Regions from separate parts of the Mus musculus genome. Here region 2 is linked to region 1. A link is a contact called in public Hi-C data. All regions are on one chromosome and are shown on one strand. The core of a region is the stretch at or near the end of the contact, and the rest is flanking DNA. Distances in the headings are between cores, read along the strand shown.

What was found. A called contact is a pair of places that touch in the nucleus more often than the background predicts.
Region 2: a contact with region 1 is called in a Hi-C map of bone marrow-derived macrophages, with 5 times the contacts expected there. The contact joins two enhancer-like sites. A contact is called at or near these places in 10 of 39 promoter capture datasets (the C10 cell line, cranial neural crest, embryonic stem cells and 4 more), 3 of 15 datasets of contacts at CTCF or cohesin (large pre-B cells, pro-B cells and stem cell-derived epiblast-like cells), 71 of 484 Hi-C or Micro-C datasets (the AtT-20 cell line, B cells, the BV-2 cell line and 35 more), 10 of 115 datasets of contacts at active chromatin or transcription factors (the 230-238 cell line, DN3 thymocytes, embryonic stem cells and 4 more) and 4 of 9 other capture datasets (adipose tissue, embryonic stem cells, liver and 1 more).

What each region holds. Positions count from the first base shown.
Region 1 is chr14:44,979,007-44,983,532 of GRCm38.p6, forward strand. No RefSeq gene overlaps it. Among named protein-coding and RNA genes, the nearest start is that of Ptger2, 6.8 kb to the right of the region's middle. Within about 2 kb of position 2,700, at least 13 of the 459 cell types and tissues checked have an H3K27ac peak or open chromatin away from gene starts, as enhancers often do. A contact at or near this core is called in bone marrow-derived macrophages, where this site is marked.
Region 2 is chr14:45,229,683-45,234,208 of GRCm38.p6, forward strand. All of the region lies in intron 1 of Gpr137c (G protein-coupled receptor 137C), which reads left to right. Among named protein-coding and RNA genes, the nearest start is that of Gpr137c, 12 kb to the left of the region's middle. Within about 2 kb of position 1,934, at least 3 of the 459 cell types and tissues checked have an H3K27ac peak or open chromatin away from gene starts, as enhancers often do. A contact at or near this core is called in bone marrow-derived macrophages, where this site is marked.

The DNA of each region.
Region 1 (4,526 bases), core at 1,450-3,949:
AAAATATTACAACCATCACACATGTCAGGAAGATGCAGGAAAGATGAAACTAGATTCAGGTGGCAGGGAAAGAGAAATACCTGTTCAGTGGCTTAGGACTCATGGGATCTATCGTATGACTCATGGGATCCACCAGGTGACTCATGGGATCCACCAGGTGACAGGAATCTGTGTCCTTTCAGTTCCATGGCAGTTGACCACTTTCTGTCTCTGAGTTTCTGTGTTCCAGTAAACTCTTAGGAAAAGGGAAAGCACTATAAAAAGAGCGTTTGTCTTTTCCCTCTACATTCCCAGTGTTCCTGGACAATAGGGTATGGCTCCTGACTGAGATTCCCACGGATTTTAAAGAGGTTAAGTAAAAGCTAACTGTCTTTGTTACTTTTCTGTTGCTGTGATTAAACAAACTTACAAAAGCAGCATTTAAGGGAGAGAAGCTTACTTTGTTTTATAGTTGCAAGATACTCCAGAAAGTCAAGACAGCAGGAGCTTGAGAGCTGTTGTACTGACTGCAGGCAGGGAGCAGAGGAAGATGCTGTACTCAGGTCACTTCCTCCCTCTTACCCAGTCCACCTTCCAGTCACCCATAGTGGATGGGTCTTCCCATTTCAATTAGTCAAATCAAAATAGTCCCTCACAGGCATACCCAAAGGCTAATCTAATCTAGTAATACCTTACATAATAGAGCTAATAATCTAATAATCTTCCATGTGTGTGCCTAGAGGTGTGTCTCCTAGATGATTCCAAATGCTGTCAAGTTGATGATCAACAAACACTAACCACAGTGAAATCTATGAAGACAAGTTATTGATTTCATCTCAAGCCTACTTGCCACGTATTCCCAGACCTTCAGAAAAGTAGAACTTCCATAAACACCAAAACCTAAACAACCCCCACACTTACCAGGCAGGCATGCTAGATCAACACTTCTGAAAGTGTGGCCTGGACAAGCAACAGTAGCTTCATTACCTGGAAATGATCAGAAATGCAAATTTTAGCTCTGATGAGTCTAATCTCTGGATGAGACCAATCTCCTCTCACGTGACTGCCTGGAATGGACGGCTTTCTCTTCCCAGAACAGCCTCCAGGTGGAGCAAAGCTAAGTTAGCAGCTAACTGAGGTTGGGTTTTTGCAGTTTCCTCTTTCTGCCTTTCGGAATTGCCTAACTTAGTTAAAAGAATTAACAGGTCCCATCTGTAGTTGACAAGGGAAATATTCCAGTCTTTGAGAAAACCAAGGGCTCAGAAATCAGTCTAGTCTTGACAATCATCACAATGAAGGTTTCTAGTATTTACCATGTCCTAGAAAATCAAAAGACTTGATTTCTGTAGTTGTTTTTATTAGCAGAATACTAAAACTAAGAAGAATAACTAAGCACCATCAAGAAAATGAGAAGCCTATTTTCAGTCAAATTCATAAATTATCTTGATGGTTTCATACTTAGGATGCACTAGGAGCCTAACTGGAAACAGGAGACAAAGTTAAAAGTTGCACAGTCCAGTACACCTGTTACCAAGTGCTGCCATGTTAAGCTGTCCTGGTTACTTTTCTATTGCTGTAATAAGAGAGGTGAGCAAGACAACTTATAGAGCAACATATTTAATTAGGGGCTTAACGTTTCAGAGTTTTAGAGCAAGAACATTGGGTAGAAACTGCTGAAAACTCCCAACTTGATCTGGAAGTAGAAACTACTATTCAAGTCCTTTCTGTATAGTTTTTTTTTTTTCTTGTGGCTGTTCTAGTGAAAAAGGTGTTCAATGCACAGCTTGACACAATCTAGAGACCCTCCTGCCTCTGCCTCCTAGTCCACATTTCTTTCATCTGAAATGGGATTAAAAGCTCAAATTTCAACACATCTACCTATCACTGTGTGCTTTTTGTCTTGAGGATGCTTTGATAATTTAGAGGGCCAACATTGTTTTGAAATAATTTGACTTTGGGTTGTTAAACATTTTTCTGAGCTTATGGATTTTATTTTCTCTCTTTGAGAGTCTTTGGAACCTGGTTTTTACTTTATTCTTCAGGGACCAAGAGTTCAGGGATTAGAGCTATATCAAAGGTGAGGATTCTAATCAGAAATCTCATCCCATAAACTCTGACCTCAAAGGAAAGGCTGAGTCAGAAGTAAGAAAGTGACATGGAAAAAGGCTGTCATCTTAGGGGATATCACAGGCTATGATTTGGTAATTTCACAGGGCAGATTTAGTCCTATGAAGAGAAACTCAAATGTGGGGTGACAGCCCGATGGCAGAGCACTTGCCTAGCATAGACAAACAGAAGGAAAGGAGGGATGAAGAAGGAAGGGCCAAAGATGAGCAGTGCTACAGGCACACAAATGTTAAGAATGCTATTCCTAAGAATTGGAGTTAATCTAGCTGTTCCACCCCGGGAGCAATGCTTGCAGCTGACTGCAGTTCAGAAACTGGAAATGATTGTTCCTGTGTTACTTACTATACAGAGCAGACTTGAACAGTAGCAAAGACAGCAGCTGTGCCCATTTCATAGGTGCTTTAGAGCAGGAAACCTTTAGGAGATATTTCCAACTAAAAATGTTCAAGTGGTACCTCTGAGCTTTAAATTTGTATAGCTAGGTAAAATCAGATTGTTCTTGTTATTTTCCAATGAAGTTTTGAAGGTTTGGAAGTTGTTCCTCTAGAGGGAGCCCAAGCGCTTGAAAACTGAAAGTGAACCTCCCCAGGCATCTTTCCAGGGGTCAAGATTTCAGAGCTGCAGAGGAAAAGCCTTGAAAGATGCTACTGACTCGGAGACTCCTAGGCTCAGCCTCCGCCCATGAAGCAGATAACAGTACACAGAAATCTTCATGATCCTGCTAGCGCTGTGGCAACACACACCTGCACTCCTGAAAAGATCTTCCTAGTACAGGACCAATACCTCTGAGAATTTCTCATGCTCTTCCCACCCCGCTTTAGTCACCTTGATCGTTGCTTGGACCCTTGAAAACAGAAGAAGAAATAAAAACTTCCCAGTAAGCTGCAGCCTTTTGTTTTGCTTCTGGTTCTAAGTAGCTTTGATGGGGTACTGAAACTGGAGAGCCTGGAGGTTGAGGCTGTAAAGTGAGGCACTGTGCTTTCTCATTACAAATCCCAGCACAACACAAAACAGCACAACTCAGAGATCAGACTCTCCTCTTCTTGCAATTGCAAAGGGGAGCGGGATGTGGCTTTAGACAGTCTTCAACTTCACCCATTTTTTGGATTTGATTCTAAGATCCCAAATTCAGCTGCAAACTCTCTTTCCTATAAGCCACTTTTGCATCAAAGCTACTTAGAACCAGAAGCAAAACAAAAAGCTGCAGCTTACTGGGAAGTTTTTATTTCTTCTTCTGTCTTCAAGGGTCCAAGCAACGATCAAGGTGAGTAGAGTGTGGTGGGAAGAGCATGAGAAATTCTCAGAGGTATTGGTCCTGTACTAGGAAGATCTTTTCAGACTCTCCTAGAACTCTCTGGACTCACTGGCAAGAGATTGGTGAGTGTGACTATTCATCCTAGAGTCTAGATGTGGAAATGGCACATCAAACTCTTACTTGGGCATGGCTTACCCAGGAAGCTTGCTTTCCCCAAGCCTGGTGGATGAAATGAATGGATGCTTTTCTAGCTTGCCAGCTGTGGAGTCTTGCCCCAGACAGCTGCTGCACTCTCCTGCCTGCCTGGCGGTGCGGTGCCTCCTCTCCCGTCTGCCTTTCCCACTCAGCCTAGTAGCACCACTGCTGATTGTTATGCTTGGTGTTATCATTGTTCTAGAGATGATGAAGCTGGGACGATGGCTCAGTGGTTGAGAGCATTGGCTGTTCTACCTGAGAACCAAAGTTCAAGTCCAGCATTCACATGGCATTCACAACCCTCTGTAATTCCAGTCCCAGGGAATCTGATACCCTCTGTGACTCTGTAGGGCACCATGTGTATGCATGTGGTATACACACTTACATGCAGACAAAATACCCAAACAAATTATATGCATAAATAATAACTGATAGATAAATAAATGTCTGCATTCTAAAGACATCATAGTTGTTTAAAACCAAGAGAGGTCCAATGATACAGCAGGAATATGCTATTCACGATAATGAGTGAGAAATTACTGCCATAGACACCTTGGCTCAGCTTCCCCCAAACGCTGGAGAGTGAGGTGTCAGGGAAGTGTGACAGTGTTCTGTTACCTACTCTCTTCACTCAAGCTTCACTAACCTTCCACACAGTCCACGTGTTAGAATTCTGGTCTGCATCACATTCTCAAAATGTCCTTTTCTGGCCCATTTGTTCGGACCATAACCTGGTTCCAGACTTGGTTTTGCTTCAGGACCCACCTTCCTAAAATCTCACTAGTTTGCTGAAGGCTTATCCAGCCACCCCTGCTGAGTGGCCTGCTTCTGCCTTCCATCCTGCTCCTCTTGATCTCATTTGATCTGATATAAAAGAAGGTGTAAGTTCCACTTATATCTTCCATCTAGAATGAACCAGAAGCTGTAATTCCTGTTGCTTTTTAGTTCACATCAAAGAAAATAAACACTG
Region 2 (4,526 bases), core at 684-3,183, 250 kb after region 1:
AGAACATGTGTAGGTCAAAGAACAACTTTCAGTAGTCAGTTCTCTCCTTCTACCTTGTCAGCTACAGGGATAGAATTCAGGTCATCAGGTCATCCGCCCAGCCCAGAAATTCATATTTCTTAGAGTGGGGACTCTGGTGACCCTGGTACTTGCGGAGCAGACACAGGAAGATCAGGAGTTCAAGGCAAATTTCAGCCTAATTGTAAATTCCAGGATAGCTTGGGCTACATGACACTCTCTCAAAATTAAACAAATAGGAAATCTTGTAAATATTATTCGAGAAAGTATTGTTACTACTATTACTACATAAGGCAAGCAAAACATTTATGTGGGTCATTCCCAACACATGTAACTGCTGAATTTTACCCCCTCTTTCTCTTGTGTTTCTAGATGGTCTTTCTTTTTTACTTTTCTTAAATTATTTTCTGGATCATCTTTCTTAAAGTAATAAAACAACCAAATAAAGTCTTTATAATTTTCATGTAACAAACTGTGTTAGTTTTGTTTCCTATTGCTGCAATAAAAATAACTCTGACAAAGGCAACTTAGGTTTAAGGAATAGTTTATTTTAGTTCTCAGTTCCAGGCTGTAGTCCATCACTACAGGGAAGTCACAACAGTGGGAGCTTGGGGGCGTTGGTTATATCCAAAATTAGGAGCAGAGAATAATGAATGTGTGTGTGCTTCTAATGCTCAGCTCACTCTCTTCATTCAGTCCAAACCAATTAGAGCGGTAGTCCTCCACCTCCCTAATGCTGCGACCCTGTAATACAGTTCCTCCTATTATGGTGAACCCCAACCATAAAATTATTCATTGCTACTTCATAACTGTAATTTTGCTACTGCTGTGAATGGTAATATAAATATCTAATTTGTAGGATATGTGATATTGGCTTCCAGGGGTTGAGACCCACAGATTAGAACTGCTGGATTAATACAAGACCCCACCTTCAATGTGGCTTTTCCCATCTCCATCAACTCAATTAAGAAAATCTCTCATAAACCAGCCTAGTCTAGACAGTTCTACATTGAGACTCCCTTCATGGGTGAGTCTAGATTATGTCAAATTGACAAGCAAACTAACCATAACACAAAGCATTAATTACATTTTAATACTCATCAGTGTTAGTTCAAATGAAACTTGAGCAATTTATTCATTTCATCTCAAGTCTAACCAGGTATATATGAAGTACCATAGAACACAGGATATCTCATAAACATCTGCCTTCTACTACATTATAGGTTGTGCCATGCCAGAGTCTGGTTTACATTTATTTTAAGAACATTTTGCACACCCTTTATCTGCTTTCTAGAATAAGATGTAGATAGATATTTTAAATTATATGTTGTTTTGTTTTATGAAAGGATCTCACTGTATATTCTTGGCTGTCCTGGGAACTCATATAGACCAGATTGGCCTTAAACTCAACAGAGATCTGCCTACCAACTGCTGGAGTTAAAGGCAGACTAAAGGCACGACATCCAGTGATGTTCTTACAATCTAATTGACTTATAGATGCCAGTTTATCAGCATATTAATCACACTGTACAGTTTGTTTTTCCAGACTTCAGTTCTTCAGAGGTAAAAATGCTGTCTTTAAATTTTGTGCTATTTTCTCTGCTACTATGATGGACTTCCCAATTGTTGATTCAGTTATTTGGACTGCTTTGAGATGATGTAATATATTTAACAAGAAATGATTTTTTTTCTCCTTTGCAACCTTCTATTAAATTGTTTGGACAAGCATTTCCTCATTTTCTTTCTCTCATTTTGTGAAGCCTCTTAAAGAACAGAAAGTTGAAGACTTAGATTCTAATTCAGATTTTGACAAATCTATTCTGAAAGAACATTTAATAGCAGAGCTGATAGAATAACTTGTTTGAGTAGATACATATATTTAGCAGCAAGAGGAAGGAGAGTGGAGAGGTCATGTGATGACCTTCTAGGAGAATTACACATAAGTATGTCTTAAGAAGAGTAAACAGACTAGCATCAGTTGGGATTAAGGAACCTACTTTAAACAAGTTGTGGATTTTTTTTTTCAGGTTTCTAAACTAGAAGTTATCAGAATCCAGCTGGGACTTTAAATATGGAGGAATAGTGTAATTAAGAACTTGAACACTGCCATGTACAGAAACACATGCCTTTAGTCCCATCACTCAGGGCAGAAGCAGGAGGATCGCTGTGAGAAGTCATCCTGGTCTATATTCTGAGACTCTATCTCAAAACCAAACAACCAGGCGTGGTGGTGCATGCCTTTAATCTCAGCACTTGGGAGGCAGAGGCAGGTGGATTTCTAAGTTCAAGGCCAGCCTGCTCTACAGAGTGAGTTCCAGGACAGCCAGGGCCACGCAGAGAAACCCTGTCTCAAAAAAAAAAAAAAAAAGTTGAACACTAACTCCTGTATCGCAGTATATTTCCATGTTTAAAATAGAGCTACTTGTATCTATCTCAATGCTATAACTATTATACAAAATACTATTTTAAAATACAGAAAATAGTAAACAGAATACAATAAGACACAAAATGTTATTTACTGGTATGTTAGGTGGGAAAGGGGGCAAAGGAAGAGTGCATCCCTAAAAGTAAGGTTTTCTTCTGTCTAGTTTCTTACAATGAACTTTGAACAACAGTCACTTTTCTTAATCTATGATAATATATGTTGTGCCATTGTTTCCTACTGTATAGTGAAGAGGGGTTAGTAGTTATTAATTCCGGTTTTAGATGATGAACCGAGGTGTTAGGTTTATGGTGAAGCACATTAGAATTGAAATTCAAGTCGTCTGGTGTATAATGCTTTTTCTATCATGGTATGGTATTACCAGGTCTTAATCTGTTAGTGGTTATTGGTATTTGCATTCAAGCTATTTTGCCTTTAAGAAACCAAAAGATGAGCCGGGCATGGTGGTGCACACCTTTAATCCCAGCACTTGGGAGGCAGAGACAGGTGGATTTCTGAGTTCCAGGCCAGTTTGGTCTACAGAGTGAGTACCAGGACAGCCAAGGCTATATAGAGAAACCCTGTCTCGAAAAACCAAAATAAAACAAAAAACAAAAGGCGAGCCAGAGAGATGGCTCAGCAGCTAAAGTTATTTCTGACAAGCCCCCAGTGACCTGAGTTCGGTTCTCAGGGACTACATGGTAAAAGGAAAGAACTGACTTCCACAAGTTGTCTTCTAAAGTCCACAGAGCGTTGAAGCTGTGTCGTTGCCTATCTGCCTGCCTGCCTGTCTATACACAGAAATACATAAATAAATGTAATAAAAGAGAAAGAAGTCAAGATGAATGATACAACATTCCTTATTCTTCTCTGATCCACAGGATTGCCTATGTCTGATACAGCCTCATTGTCTCACAGAAATTGATATTCTCCAGTGTTTTCTTGTATTTGCAAAAGCATGTCTACCATTTTCTTGACTTTAAAACATGAAGGAGTGTATGAACAAGCACTACAATATACTATAGGGTATTTGCCACTGGAAATTTTATTAAAGGACAAAAGAATTTCAGTTTCAAAATACATTTAAATCTACTTTCTAGAAGCATAAATCTTCACTCTTAAGAGATTCTTCATATTCCTTAAATATAAGACACATTGACATCTTCATCAAACTTTCCATGGTAAATTAATGAGCGGTTTATAGTAATCAATTATGTTTAGTTTTTTTGAAAGTTCACAAATTCTCTTCTCATCCATAAACTTATACTTTATTTCTAAAAATTTTAGCTGTTACTTCTCTAGAGCACAAAGGGTATGCAAACCATGGTATTTATAGAGCATTATACTTTATTAAACAGACTTTTGACTATATTTGCTTGGGCATATTATATAAATCTTTAACAACTAATAACTGGCTCCTTTTAATGATGACACTAAATGAAGCAGTGTTTGTCACCCTGAAAACTTACTAGGAAATTAACTTTGCTTTTTCTCCTTTTCTTTGTCTCTTTTCTGTGTTTCTGGAACTCTTACATTAGGTATTTTGCATCCTATATTGAGCTTTTACTTCTTTTTCCTCATCTATATTTACAACTGCCTTTTTTTCTACTTTTGGGGAAAGATTTTCTCCATGTACAGCCCTTCCGTTGACTTTGTCATTTCTTCCATGAATTCATTTTTTCTTGGCATTCTTTATTAATAACATTTTGTGTTTCATGAATGCATTATCTTAATCTACCTGAGTATAATCATTTTTGTTTGCTTGATTTTACTTTCTTTTCCTTTTTTCTATTTGTTTTGATCTCATCTTTTGTTAGAGACTCTGAGGCTCTCTGGTTGCATATGGATTACTGTTCATAATTAGAGAAAACTAATCATGTGAGTGAGGCATGTACACCTGACCTGTGTTTAAGGGAGGTCTGGGGTTCTGAAACAGACATGGGGCCTTAGATCTTACCTCTTGCATTGATCAGATTCCTCAAGGGAGATATAGTGTAATCATTTAGAGAATCAGAAGTTTACTTCAGCATTCCAAGAATAGACTAGGCAAGAGACCTAGAGTAGAGGAGACTACTTAAGCCTGGTG